2 separate regions of the Sus scrofa genome follow, and region 1 is linked to region 2. The links are chromatin contacts, called in public Hi-C maps. All regions are on one chromosome and are shown on one strand. The core of a region is the stretch at or near the end of the contact, and the rest is flanking DNA. Distances in the headings are between cores, read along the strand shown.

The links. A called contact is a pair of places that touch in the nucleus more often than the background predicts.
Region 1: a Hi-C map of skeletal muscle shows a contact between it and region 2, with 5 times the contacts expected there. The contact joins the promoter of HAP1 here to the enhancer-like site in region 2. A contact is called at or near these places in 1 of 5 promoter capture datasets (liver) and 22 of 47 Hi-C or Micro-C datasets (alveolar macrophages, brain, embryonic fibroblasts and 13 more).

What each region holds. Positions count from the first base shown.
Region 1 is chr12:20,937,048-20,939,977 of Sscrofa11.1, forward strand. HAP1 (huntingtin-associated protein 1) reads left to right here and starts at 1,416. Exons shown (of 11, transcript XM_021066999.1): 1 at 1,416-2,930. The coding sequence starts at 2,521.
Region 2 is chr12:20,817,553-20,820,395 of Sscrofa11.1, forward strand. ACLY (ATP citrate lyase) reads left to right here. Exons shown (of 31, transcript NM_001105302.1): 14 at 2,811-2,843. Among named protein-coding and RNA genes, the nearest start is that of ACLY, 22 kb to the left of the region's middle. Within about 2 kb of position 1,554, at least 8 of the 83 cell types and tissues checked have an H3K27ac peak or open chromatin away from gene starts, as enhancers often do. A contact at or near this core is called in skeletal muscle, where this site is marked.

The DNA.
Region 1 (2,930 bases), core at 166-2,665, 120 kb after region 2:
TCAAGGCTAAAGCCTCATTATGTCTGGGCCATGCTGATGCCCTGTCACCTCCTGATGTTCTCCAACCTCACTATCCACAGGAAGCCTTGGGGTTGGGTTTTGTCTCCTTAAGACTTTTTGCTGGAGTTCCCATCGTGGCTCAGTGGGTTAAGGACACAATGTAGTCTCGGTGAGGATGTGGGTTCAATCCTTGGCCTCGCTCAGTGGGTTAAGGATCCAGTGTTGCTGCAAGCTTGGACATAGATTGCAGATGTGCCTCGGATCCAGTATTGCCATGGCTGTGGTTTAGCCCCAGCTGCAGCTCTGATTCCATCTCTCACATGGGAACTTCTATTGGCTGCAGGTGCACCCATAAAAAGAAAAAAAAAAAAGAATTTTCGCTGACAGAGAAAGACAAATACCATATGATATCACTTATATGTTGAATCTAAAATATGACACAAATGGACTTATTTACAAAACAGAAACAGACTCACAGACACAGAAAACAAACATCATTAACAAAGGGGAAAGTGTGGGGAAGATATAAATTAACAGATGCAAACTGCTAGATATAAAGTAGATAAACAGGAGTTCCCGTCGTGGCGAGGAACTGTGAGGTTGCGGGTTCAGTCCCTGGCCTTGCTCAGTGGGTTAAGGATCCAGCGTTGCCGTGAGCTGTGGTGTAGGTTGCAGACGCGGCTCGGATCCCGCGTTGCTGTGGCTCTGGCGTAGGCCGGTGGCTACAGCTCCGATTGGATCCCTAGCCTGGGAACCTCCATATGCCTTGGGAGCAGCCCAAGAAATGGCAAAAAGACAAAAAATAAAATAAAATAAAATAAAATAAAATAAAATAGATAAACCGCAAGGTCCTTCTGTATAGTACAGGAACCTATATCCAATACTTTGTATTAACCTATAAAAAAAAGAATATGAAAAATAATATATATGGGCAACTGGATCAGTTTTCTGTACACCAGAATTGAATACAATATTGTAAATCAACTATACTTCAACGAAAACTATTTTGCTGACAAATAAACCATAGAAAACATGCATGCTTTATGTAGTCTTAATGTTCACAGCAGTGTTATTTACATTAGCCAAGATATGGAAGCAAAGTGCCCATCAACAGATGAATGGATAAAGAAGATGTAAAAAATACATATATGGAGATCCCATCGTGGCTCAGTGGTTAACGAATCCGACTAGGAACCATGAGGTTGTGGGTTCGATCCCTGGCCTCGCTCAGTGGGTTAAGGATCCAGTGTTGCCGTGAGCTGTGGTGTAGGTTGCAGACATGGCTCAGATCTGGCGTTGCTGCGGAAAAAGACAAGGGTGACCTGGAATGGAGTATGAATGGGAGAGATGGGCTAGAGATGGATTTCTGGGGGTGGGGATGGCATGGGGGAATGGGAGAATCACAACAATCTAGAAGAGAGAATGAGACCTCCACAGCAGAAGGGCTGACAAGGAGGCAGACATTTAGAAATATTTAGGAGGTAAATCAAGCAGGATTTGGAGATTGACAGTATTCAAGAGGAGGAAAACTGGGACCCCAAGAATGATGCCAAGGCTTTAAAAGAATCAGTGCAGCAGCCATCTCTTTTTGGTTTTGTGGGTTCCTCTGGTCCAAAGGCACAGAAATGGCCCCTGGACCCCTCTGCTGCCCTACAGTTCATTCAGGACCTACTTACGGCGACCCTCATAGGTACCAGGACCTGTGCTGTGCTCTGAGGGACCTGCTTCCCGTGCTGAAGGGGAGTAGCTCTGATCGTGGAGGCAGACACGGTCTGACCACAGTTGCCATCGCGTAAAGGATGCTCTGGCGTGAAGGAGGGCGGGATCCGAGGAGTCTTTACGCGGAGACACCTAAGCGGGGTCTTCCGGAAGAACAGGAGTTTGCCCGCGTGGAAGGAGTCGGGCAGAGCGAATGAAAGCAGAGGTGAAGCATGAGGAAAGGCCATAAGACGAACCAAGAAATAAGAAAGAGGGCTGCCGAGCGAGCGGCTGGAGCGCTGGGGGTATGAAGTCCAGGATCCGTGTGTGACGCGCCAGTCTGGGCAGCGCGTGGAGACCGTCCTGGCGTTTGGATTTATCTCCCAGCCAACGAGGAAAGACACGATACAGCCCCAACTCACAGGTCAGATCCAGGGAAGGTAGCCGAAAAGCCTCGGGCTAGAGCGGAGGGAGGGGGTACCCCCACTTAGGGACCTCAGAGTCCCTGGACCCAAATCCCGGGGAAGCGGCCGCTTTGGGCAAAACCATTCTTAAGAGGTGGAGAGGGGAGAATAGCCTGCCTTGGGAGCCCAAGCCCGTGGAACCAGCTGAAACGTTTACTCGCTTCTTCTCTTCGCCTTTCTCTTACTTTTGCGCTCTCTTTCCGCCCCCATTGGCTCTCTCCCCCGAGCCTCCCCTCGTCTCGGGCACCACCAGTTGCTCCTAGGCCACCCCCCCACGCGTGGTACCGCCCGGCGGGCGCACAGCTAGGCACAGGTTATAAAGGCCGGGCTGCGACAGGCAGCCGACTGCGGACACAAGATGCGCCCGAAAGAGTTGGGGCAGGGATGCGCCGGGCACGGGCCGGGACCCGGGGATCCCGGAGCAGTCACCCCTGCTCCTCCGTCCGCAGCCAATCCCGCTCCACAGCCTTCCACCGAGCCTGAACCCGTCCCTGCGCAGGCACCCGAGGCTGGACAGGGAGCAGGATACGGATCCAGTTGCGTCTCAGGACCCCCGGAAGGCGCTCGCCGGGCCTCCGAGTCTGGATCCAAGGCAGGAGCCCAGCGCACGTCTGCATTCTCCGTCGACCAGGGGAATGCACAGTCCGTGCTCGACAACTCGGACGTGCCGTGGACTCGCTTTATATTCCGAGGACCTTTTGGTTCCCAAGCCAGTGGCTTGGGGACTGGAAAGGCGGCGGGCATCTGGAAGACGCCAGCTGCCTGCAT
Region 2 (2,843 bases), core at 304-2,803:
TTGTGAGCAGGCGACGGACGGTGAGGGCAGCAGCCTGCAAGGCTTGTCCCACCCTCTCCCTCCAAAGCCTCCAGCCGCCAGCAGGTCACTCAGTTGCCTTGGTCATTTTCTTTGACAGATTCAGTCCCAAGTCCAAGATCCCTGCAAGGTAGGACGCCCCCCGTCCCGCCCAGCTCCTTGTGTGGCTTGGTAGCAGGTGACAGTCTTACCGTGTGCTTTGTCTCCCCGTCCCCTGGTGGGTTGCAGTGTTGTCTGGTATATTTTTTGTCCCTGCCTCTCGGTGTGGCCTGCCCCCGAGGCCTAGTCTTTGCTCTCCCCGCTTCCCACCCCCGCTTATTTCTCGCCCCCATCCCCGCTCTCCCTGCCGTGGGGCTGCCTCTGGCCCCGCACCGGCGTGGGAGGGAGGGGACAGCGTAGGAGGGGCACGAGCCCGGCCCGCGGCCTCGGAGCGTGGAGTGGCACTGAGGAGGGAGGGGCCTCCTGGGAAGAAGGGAGCCTTGGAAACCGAGGGGGCAGTAGCAGTGCCCGCGGCCCAGGAGGGCCGCCCCTGGTGCCCTGGCTCTCATCTGCCTCCGTGACGTCTTGGTTTTTCTTGCCCCACCTCAGCCTCCAACTGCATCCCAGCCCCGGGGATGAGTTTAGATTTCTCGGGGGTTTGGGTGGAAGACAGGCTGGAGGAGGGGAAGGAGAGGCGACCCAGAGGGTGGGCGGAGATCGGGAGGCAGGGCTGGGCTCTGTCTGGTGTGCGAGGTGACTGCTCAGCAGGGGCGTGTGCTGGGCGCACTCACACACCCCCGTCTCTTGAGCGAGGTGAATAGGTTCCCCAAGGTGAAGGGTGAGCGTTTGAGAGCATCAAGGCTTCCATTTAACTTGGATATTCACCGCTGTGAGAGAGATGGGGGGACCCTCTCATCATGACCTCCGACCCCTGCTAAGAGGGGAAAAGGAGCAGCTCGGCAGAGGCCCGTAGCCCTTCCTGCTCCCCACATGTTCTGCCTCTGGCAACGTCCGCTGTTCCTAAAAGACCAGACCTGAGGCTGAGCCACAGAAGGAACGAGGCGGTGTCAGCTCTTCCCACCGGGAGGGTGAAGGGAGTGGGGGTGGGGGGTGGTCTCCCTGGCAGTCCTGAGCTGTGCTGAGACGTGCCAGAGGGAGGATGGTGGCAGGAGGAGAGCTCCCCTGGGGCCTCCGTGCTCACCACCCTCAGCTTTTCCCTCTGTGCTCTGAGCACTCCAGTTCCGCCCCTTTCATGCTGGTGGCGCCGGGGGGTTCATAGAGATCCCAGGCCTTGTCCTGATTTCTGTTTCCTCTTGGGTAGGCAGATGGGTGTCCGTGCACATGCGCGCACGCTGACCCTCGGGGGTGGGGGAAGGGGCACGGGCTCACCCAAGAATGGAGCGTGGCCAGCCCGTGCTGGCGTTTAGCCCTCCCTGGCTGCACAAGTGAGCTGCATCTCAAATTATGTAATCCTGGTTCCGATGCTAAATGACCTACAGTCTTAGTCATTTGGCCACTCTGGGCTGCAGTTTCCTGGGACTAGAGAGGGAGGGAACTGGATTAGGTGGCCTCCTTTGTTTGTGATCTCATGTGTCTTTGGAACCCAGACGAGTCCAGGGGACAGTAAATCCCGGTTGTTGTATGATCAGGAGACGTGATGGAAGAGGCCAGCCTGGATAAGGATGAGAATCCTATGTGCCTTGGGAAACGTATCTCTTAATTTCATTGCATAAGACCTTAAACTTGGTTAGCCAACTGCAGTAGTGTCAGTTACAGTAGGTTAATTGATAACAAATGCCCCTGAGTGCTCGGCATTAATTCCCCTGGGGGAGCCAAGAACCTCCCCTGAGGGCTGCTTTCCTCCAGCAGAGAGCGGGAGAGTCAGGTGAACAGCCAGCATGGGGGTGGCAGTGGTGGTGACAGCTCGGGGATGCACTTCTGCCAGGTCTTCTTCCTCTCATCCTTTTCCTGAGAGCCTTGTTCTGAGCAGGAAAGTGCCGGCTGGGCGGAGCCAGTTGGGTGGAAGCTCAGTTAGAGAAAAGGCCACAGCACACCTCTTCATTGGACCCACGCTGGCCTAAAATCAAGAGAATTTACATCCTGACCTGAGCTGGCTTATGTCCCGGTCCACAGGTGACAAGGATTTTTGGGGAACTGTTGAAAGTCTTGCAGGCACCCACATTGGGAGAGCTTAACCGTTGGTGACCTTAAAAATAATCCATCAAGGAGTTCCCATCGTGGCACAGTGGTTAATGAAGCCGACTAGGAACCACGAGATTGTAGGTTCGATCCCTGGCCTTGCTCAGTGGGCTAAGGATCCGGCATTGCCGTGAGCTGTTGTGTGGGTTGCAGATGCGGCTTGGATCCTGCGTTGCTGTGGCTCTGGCGTAGGCTGGCAGCTATAGCTCCGATTAGACCCTTAGCCTGGGAATCTCTATATGCCACGGGAGCGGCTCAAGAAAAGGCAAAAAGACCAAAAAAAAAAATCTATCAAGCCCTCATTGGCGTGTAAGTGGGAGACTGACAACACATCTCTCTGGTGAACTTGAGCAGGTCCTGTAGGAGTTCTCCGCCTGGGGCCCGGGAGCTGTTGGCCAGCCAGGCAGGTCCTGTCAGTGCTTTGTGTCTGTCTGCCACCTCTTTCCAGAAGAAGCCGAGACGCCTCTTGCCCACGTTCTCAGGCTTCCATCCTCCTAACGTTGCTTTGCAGTTTTGATGAGTCATCCTCCCTGGACTTGGGGCGCAGAGGGGTCTGGCAGGCGGCCCCCGGGGGGGTGTGTTCTGGGTGCACTCGCTGTGTCTCTGCCCACCAGGAAAGAGCGCCACCCTCTTCAGCCGCCACACCA